Linked DNA regions of Mus musculus: region 1 is linked to region 2. Evidence: chromatin contacts called from public HiChIP or PLAC-seq data. All regions are on one chromosome and are shown on one strand. Each heading gives the region's core, a stretch centred on a gene start, on an enhancer-like site or on the middle of the called end of the contact. The rest is flanking DNA. Distances are from core to core; before and after follow the strand shown.

The links. HiChIP or PLAC-seq counts read pairs in DNA pulled down with a chosen protein or histone mark.
Region 1: a contact with region 2 is called in an H3K4me3 HiChIP or PLAC-seq map of embryonic limb bud, with 4 times the contacts expected there. The contact joins the enhancer-like site here to the promoter of Mthfd2 in region 2. A contact is called at or near these places in 9 of 39 promoter capture datasets (the 3T3-L1 cell line, the C10 cell line, the HPC-7 cell line and 6 more), 1 of 15 datasets of contacts at CTCF or cohesin (pro-B cells), 7 of 484 Hi-C or Micro-C datasets (the Ba/F3 cell line, bone marrow, bone marrow-derived macrophages and 4 more), 17 of 115 datasets of contacts at active chromatin or transcription factors (the 230-238 cell line, the SCID.adh cell line, Th17 cells and 13 more) and 4 of 9 other capture datasets (adipose tissue, bone marrow-derived macrophages, liver and 1 more).

The regions. Positions count from the first base shown.
Region 1 is chr6:82,986,210-82,989,408 of GRCm38.p6, reverse strand. All of the region lies in intron 4 of M1ap (meiosis 1 associated protein), which reads right to left. Among named protein-coding and RNA genes, the nearest start is that of Gm32644, 35 kb to the left of the region's middle. Within about 2 kb of position 1,753, at least 22 of the 459 cell types and tissues checked have an H3K27ac peak or open chromatin away from gene starts, as enhancers often do. A contact at or near this core is called in embryonic limb bud and second pharyngeal arch cranial neural crest, where this site is marked.
Region 2 is chr6:83,315,903-83,319,018 of GRCm38.p6, reverse strand. It overlaps Mthfd2 (methylenetetrahydrofolate dehydrogenase (NAD+ dependent), methenyltetrahydrofolate cyclohydrolase), which reads left to right and starts at 1,415. Exons shown (of 8, transcript NM_008638.2): 1 at 1,415-1,590. The coding sequence starts at 1,490.

The sequences.
Region 1 (3,199 bases), core at 504-3,003, 330 kb after region 2:
GGTGATGTTGGAGGCCAGAAGAGAATGTTACACCCCCTGGAACTGGTGTTACAAGTGGTTGTAAGTCACCTGTTGTAGCTGCAGGAACTGAACCTGGGTCCTTTGAAAGAACATCAAAAGCTTTTAACTGCTGAGCCATCTCTCTAGCCCCAAATCTTACAAATATTTGAACACCCCTCAAAGGCAGGAAAGCAGGAGAAAAAAAGACCAATCAAACAGAATTAACAAACAACAGAATAAAACAATAGACATGAAACTAACCATATCAACACTTAAATAATTATTAATGGAGTATCATTCCAAGTAAAACTTAGAGGTTATCAGAATAAATAAATAATATGTTGTCTACAACAAATTTTCTTATTCTTTTTTTTTTTTTTTAAAGATTTATTTATTTATATGTAAGTACACTGTAGCTGTCTTCAGACACTCCAGAAGAGGGAGTCAGATCTCGTTACGGATGGTTGTGAGCCACCATGTGGTTGCTGGGATTTGAACTCCGGACCTCTGGAAGAGCAGTCGGGTGCTCTTACCCACTGAGCCATCTCACCAGCCCAAATTTTCTTATTCTTATTCTTATTGGTTTTCAAGATAGAGTCTCTCTGTGTTGCTCTGGCTGTCCTGGAACCCATTCTGTAGATAGGCTGGCCTTGAACTCAGAGATCCACATGCCTCTGCCTATGAAGTGCTGAGATTAAAGGCCTTGCCACCATGCCTGGCTCAATATACTTTAAATACAAATCCACAAATGAATTGAAAGTACATGTATTAGAAAAGATAAATGATAAGGACTCAGGAGAAATGAAAGCATCCATGCCTGGAAAGATCTGTGTGTAGGCATTTATACCAGTTTTACTCATAGTCAAAAATAGAAAACCAAAGTGTCCATTGACAGGTGAATAGTTAAACAAATTATTTATGTAAAATATTACTATTCAACAATAAAGACTTGTTATAAACACCATGGACAAATCTCAACATCTGAATGAAAAAGGTCAGACACAAAAGTATATATATATATATATATATATATATAGTATGATTCTACTTTTGTAAAATGGGAAGTAAAGGGCGGAGGGTGGGATTGAGTGTGTGTGTGTGTGTGTGTGTGTGTGTGTGTGTGTAGGGGAGGAGGGGCCTTTGAGCACAATGCAAGGATTTTATATCTTGACTGGGGTGATGATCTGTAGGGGTACAGGACTGTGAAAACTCACTGAGCTGTACATGTTGAATGCATGTAACTTCTGGTATGTAGACTATTCCTCAACCCGGCAAGAACAAACTTTAAAAAATCGCCATTTTCAAGTAATTTCAGATATGCTGCTAAATTCCTATCACTTCATTTAAGTATAAAAGGAGGGGATGCTATTTTTCTGAGATCACGGCTTCTTTTAATGAAACACATGTCTGTCTGGGTTAAAAATCTTTAGGTAGCAAACACAACAGAGCTTCTAATTTAGACTTAATGCCACAGGAAAACGACTTTAATGCAGTTATCCAAGACAAACTCGATGCGCAGCTGCTCATCTGGCCTATTTTGTAAGACATCAGAGTCTGACAACTGCTTAAAGTACAGAGGGGACCCTCCAATCCCCTACCCCTACTTCTTTCTGGACTCTTCTAAGGAGCAATGAATCTCCATCTTCTTTGTTTGGATTGTTAACATTTGGTATTTCCTGAGAACACATGTGGATAGGCTGCCTTTCCAAGGATCTTGACATCGATCCCTGGTAAACTCTAGGAGGAAATTTTAAACAGATGGTTTGTGAGCACTTAGCAAAGGAACCTGATATCCTTGTGTACACGGCTGAGAACTGTAGGCTCGCTGACAGCCTCGTTAAGCTGATTTGTAACTGCTTCAAGACTCACATACCCAATCAGTGCAGACGGTTGTCAACCTGGACAGATGCTGTCTGGATGCCAAAGTATATTGATCACTGTGACCTCCCGAGTTTTGGCATATTTATTACTTATCCATTCTTTAGAAGACTAGTATAAAAATTTTATCGTATGCAAATGAAGACGTATCAGGTGTGCCCTTGTAAGCTCTAAAAGCTCAGCCATAAGCAGACATCATGAATCTCTTTTGTTAACTTGAGATACAGAATGTCATGAATAGCACGACATGTCTGTGTGCTCTTCCCTCCTCCTCAGAGGAAGCCTTGCTATGCTGAACTTCCTTATCATTCTTTCTCTTTTAAAAAGGTTACTGCTTTAAGTAATATTTCATTGCTTTAACTTCCTGGAGCTTTGTAAGAAGCACAGTCTTCTATATGCCATGAGTGGCCTGCCTCTCCCCACCCCCCCAACACCCCCCACCCCCCGTATAAACATTCATGAGCATCGTTCCTCTCAGCTGTGGTGCTCCACTTTATGATGATGTTACAACGTTTGCATTCCAGACAGCAACTTCTCGCTGGTTACTTGAGTGAGAGCTGTAGGTGTGGTTTTTCTGACTCCCTTTTCCATGGTGTCTTCTGACAAACAGGAATTCTGATTTTACTATAGGGATGCTTCTTCAGTCTTCTGTAGCTAGCAGACTTTGTGTCTCATATGAAATTCTTCCTTCTCCTCACCTACAGTCATTAAGTTTTTTCTTATACATTCTCTTCTAAAAGTTTTCTCTCTCATATTTAGGTTTTATAAAGTAGAGATCCAACTTCTCTTTTTTCCTGAAGGATCAATGATCGTTCCAGCATGATTTAGTAACTACACTAATCTATTTTCATTGTTTTTCCATGGCAGCCACACCACACATTATGTTTTCATGTGACTTTCTGCTTCTGGGCTCAGTAATAAGTTCTGGACAGGACAAATGGTCTATTCCTGTGTCAGTATGACACTACATATTATTTTCTGCAGTGCTGTGTGTTAAACCCAGAGCATCATGCATATGAAACAAAGGATGTGTGATTGAGCATATGATAAGCCCAAGTACTGTCTTTTTTTTTAAGATTGATTTATTTATTTTATGTGAGTACACTGTAGCTGTCTTCAGACACCCCAGAAGAGGACATCTGATCCCATTACAGATGGTTGTGAACCACCACGTGGTTGCTGGGAACTGAACTCAGGACCTCTGGAAGAGCAGTCAGTGCTCTTAACAGCCGAGCCATCTCTCCAGCCCCTCCAATACTGTCTTATTTAACAACTTTATGAGTCATCTTTGCACCCTTGGCTTTAACATGCACCTTAATTT
Region 2 (3,116 bases), core at 166-2,665:
GTGTGCACATACATATACACATGAATGAATATATATACATAATATATATATATATATATGCATAAATGTACACAAAACCAAATTACCTGACCCTTACCTGACAAGGGAACCTAAGGGAAGACACAGTTGTACTATGGGCGGTTTGGGGATACACAACCCATTGTGGGGGACAAAGAGCAGCTCCCAGCTGTGGCAGCAGGAGACTGAGGCTGCTGGCTCACATCTCTGCACTGGGAAACAGAGAGGGGGGAGCACAGGCAGGCTTCCTCCTTTCCTCCATTTTACTGATCCTCAGTCCCCAGTCCATGGGATGGGTGGACATTTCCTCTTTAGTTGCACCTCTCACAGACACACCCAGAAGTGCTGTCTCCCAGGAGGTGACTCTAAATCCATGGAAGACTAACCACTAGTGGAGTCCTCCTGGTTTAAGAAAGTCACTACATTAAAATTTCAGATTTGTTTAGAATTATCAAGTGAAATATTTTGGTAAATGCCTCATAGCAAGGCCACAAAATGTTTGTCCCATGAATGGTAATGTTAACTTGATTTTTTTTAAGAGTAGAGGGCTAGAGAGAAGACTCAGCAATTAAGAGAACCTGCTGTTCTTTTCAGTATACGTATACACATGAATATATATATATATGTATACACACACACACACACACACACACACACACACACACACAAAGGTACATGTAAAAGCTCCTGGTTAACTTTTTATAAAAGCTTCGTTTTAATTTATATGTACATTGCATGTGTCCATGGTGGGGGGGGGGGGGCTTTGGAGGCCAGAAAGTGTCTGTGTGCATGCGTGTGTGTGTGTGTGTGTGTGTGTGTGTGTGTGTGTGTGTGTGTGTGTATGACGTGTGCCTGGGGGTGCCCTTAGAGGCCAGAAGTGTCTGATCCTCCAGAGCTGGTGTTGTAGGAGGAGCGGGAGTTACAAGAGGTTTTGAGTCACTAGAAGGATCAGAATCGAACTTGGGCAATTTGTAAGAGCGGTAAGTAATCTTAACTGTTGAGTCATCTTACTGGCCTCTATATGGCAAAACTACAAGTAAATATCTTGCTCCTTTTTCAGGTTTCACCCTGCTGTTTTGACATCCTTGGGTGATTCCAGATCAATTTTTAGTATGATTTTGCCAAATGATGATTTCTCCTTTTAAAAAAAAATTTTTTTTTAGTGCCTTTCAGGGGTTCTCAGCACACAGTAGCTGGTTCAGATTTTTGTTTGATGAATGAATGAATGAACCCCAGATTCAGTTGGCCTAGCTGAGGGACCACTGCTGCCTCTCCTCAGTCAGGGGCTTGACTCCTTCAGCCAATCAGGACCTGCTCCTGGACCAGCTTACGTAGAACTGAGATCTCCTATTGGCTCCTACGCCGGCTCAGGGGCCAATGGGCGCGCGGGAGGCGGGGCTTTCGTGGGCCCGGGGTATAGCTTCGTGGCCCGCGCGCGCGCTTCTCTCCGGCGCGGGCACCGGCGCGAGCCATGGCTTCAGTTTCCTTGTTGTCTGCGTTGGCTGTGCGGTTGTTGCGCCCCACGCACGGCTGCCACCCCCGCCTACAGCCCTTCCACCTGGCGGCAGTGCGGTGAGTGTGTCGGGGAGCGAGTCCGTGGGGTTGCGGAGCGCGGCGTGGACAGATATCCTTCCCAAGCATCACCCGGCCTCGGGGCCAGCCCCCAACGGAGAGGTGTGGCGGGGCAACGTGGCACCGGGGTGCACGTGGAGATGCGGACGCTTGGCAGGGGACACTGTTCTGCCACTGCAGAGATGGGTGCGGAGAGGTCTGCCCTTCCCGGACCCTAGCGGCAGCCCGGGTTGCTGCAGTCTGATGAAATCTGTGAGCCGGCTTGCTCCAAGGGTACCAACTTCCCTCCTCCCGGGTGGGTGTGGTTCGCAAGATGCCCCAGCTTGATGGTGGCCCTTCGCAGTCCACTCTGGAGCCCACCAGTTCTAGCCTTGGCAACCTAAAATGATACATGCCCCAGAAGTTGCTGGGGGCTGCTGGGAGTAGGGTGCATTGTTTTAGAGGGAGCTAGGGTGTTGGAGCTTCCGATCTGCACGTGGACCACTGTGGTGGTCACACCATTCTGTGAGTGTTTAATACCACATAAACCGTACGCTTTAAAATTGCCAGAGCCGGGCGCGGTGAGATTGCTTGTGAGGCAGGAGGATTACTGCGGTTCAAAGCCAACTTGGTCTATAGAGTGAGTTAGAGACCAGCCTAATTTTAAAAAAGTCACAATGGTAAAAATCGTATACATATTTTTTCATAATTTTAAAAGTTGAAATATATGAAGGCCTCTCAGCCCCCAAAGTAAGTTGACTGGGAAAAGAAAAAAACCAAACTAATGAGGAAGGCAGAAAAGTTTTATGCACTTCTTTCGGGGGATAATTGATTTATTGGGTCTTTCTTGGCCTCAAACTCCAATTTCTGTGCCTAGGAAGAAGAGTCCTAGAGGGGTTGTGAATACTAGGTGGAAGGCAATAAAAATATTTCTGGAGCCTTGCATGTTGGTGCACTGGATCCTGAGGTTTTGCAGGACTTGAAAGGGTTTTCCAAGATCAGATCCTGACCTCCCACATTGAATTCCACCTTTTATTTCCCTGTTCTTCCTTTCCTCTTCCTGAGTTCTGGCTCCATATGTCTGTGGACCACACGTGTCAGAGACTTTGCTAACTGAAAAGATCCTGTAATTCATTACCCAAAAAAACTGGACCACTTTGCTCCTTCTCCGGGTTTACTCTTGCATGCTTTTCTGAGAAGTGTGGGCTTCGTATCTCTGAAGTCGATCTGTGTTCGCCGTCCTGCACATTTGATAATTGCAGTGCCTGCCTTGCCGACCCAGGGTTTCAGGAACATAAACTCCGGGGCTGGAGGGAAGAGTACTGTTGCCTGGGAGACGGTGGGCGGGAGAGTAAATGGACTTGGTGGCAGCTGTTTACACTTACAGCTTGTTTCTTACTATCATCCATCTTTGCTGCATTCAGCAGGGTTTTTATGGTAAGCCGAAGAACCAAGATTAATTTATGGAAAGGGGATGGCAAAATATCTATTGTTCAGTCGATATTGGTTTCATTCCTCTCTCTGTCTTTCTCGTTGCCGGTCCATCA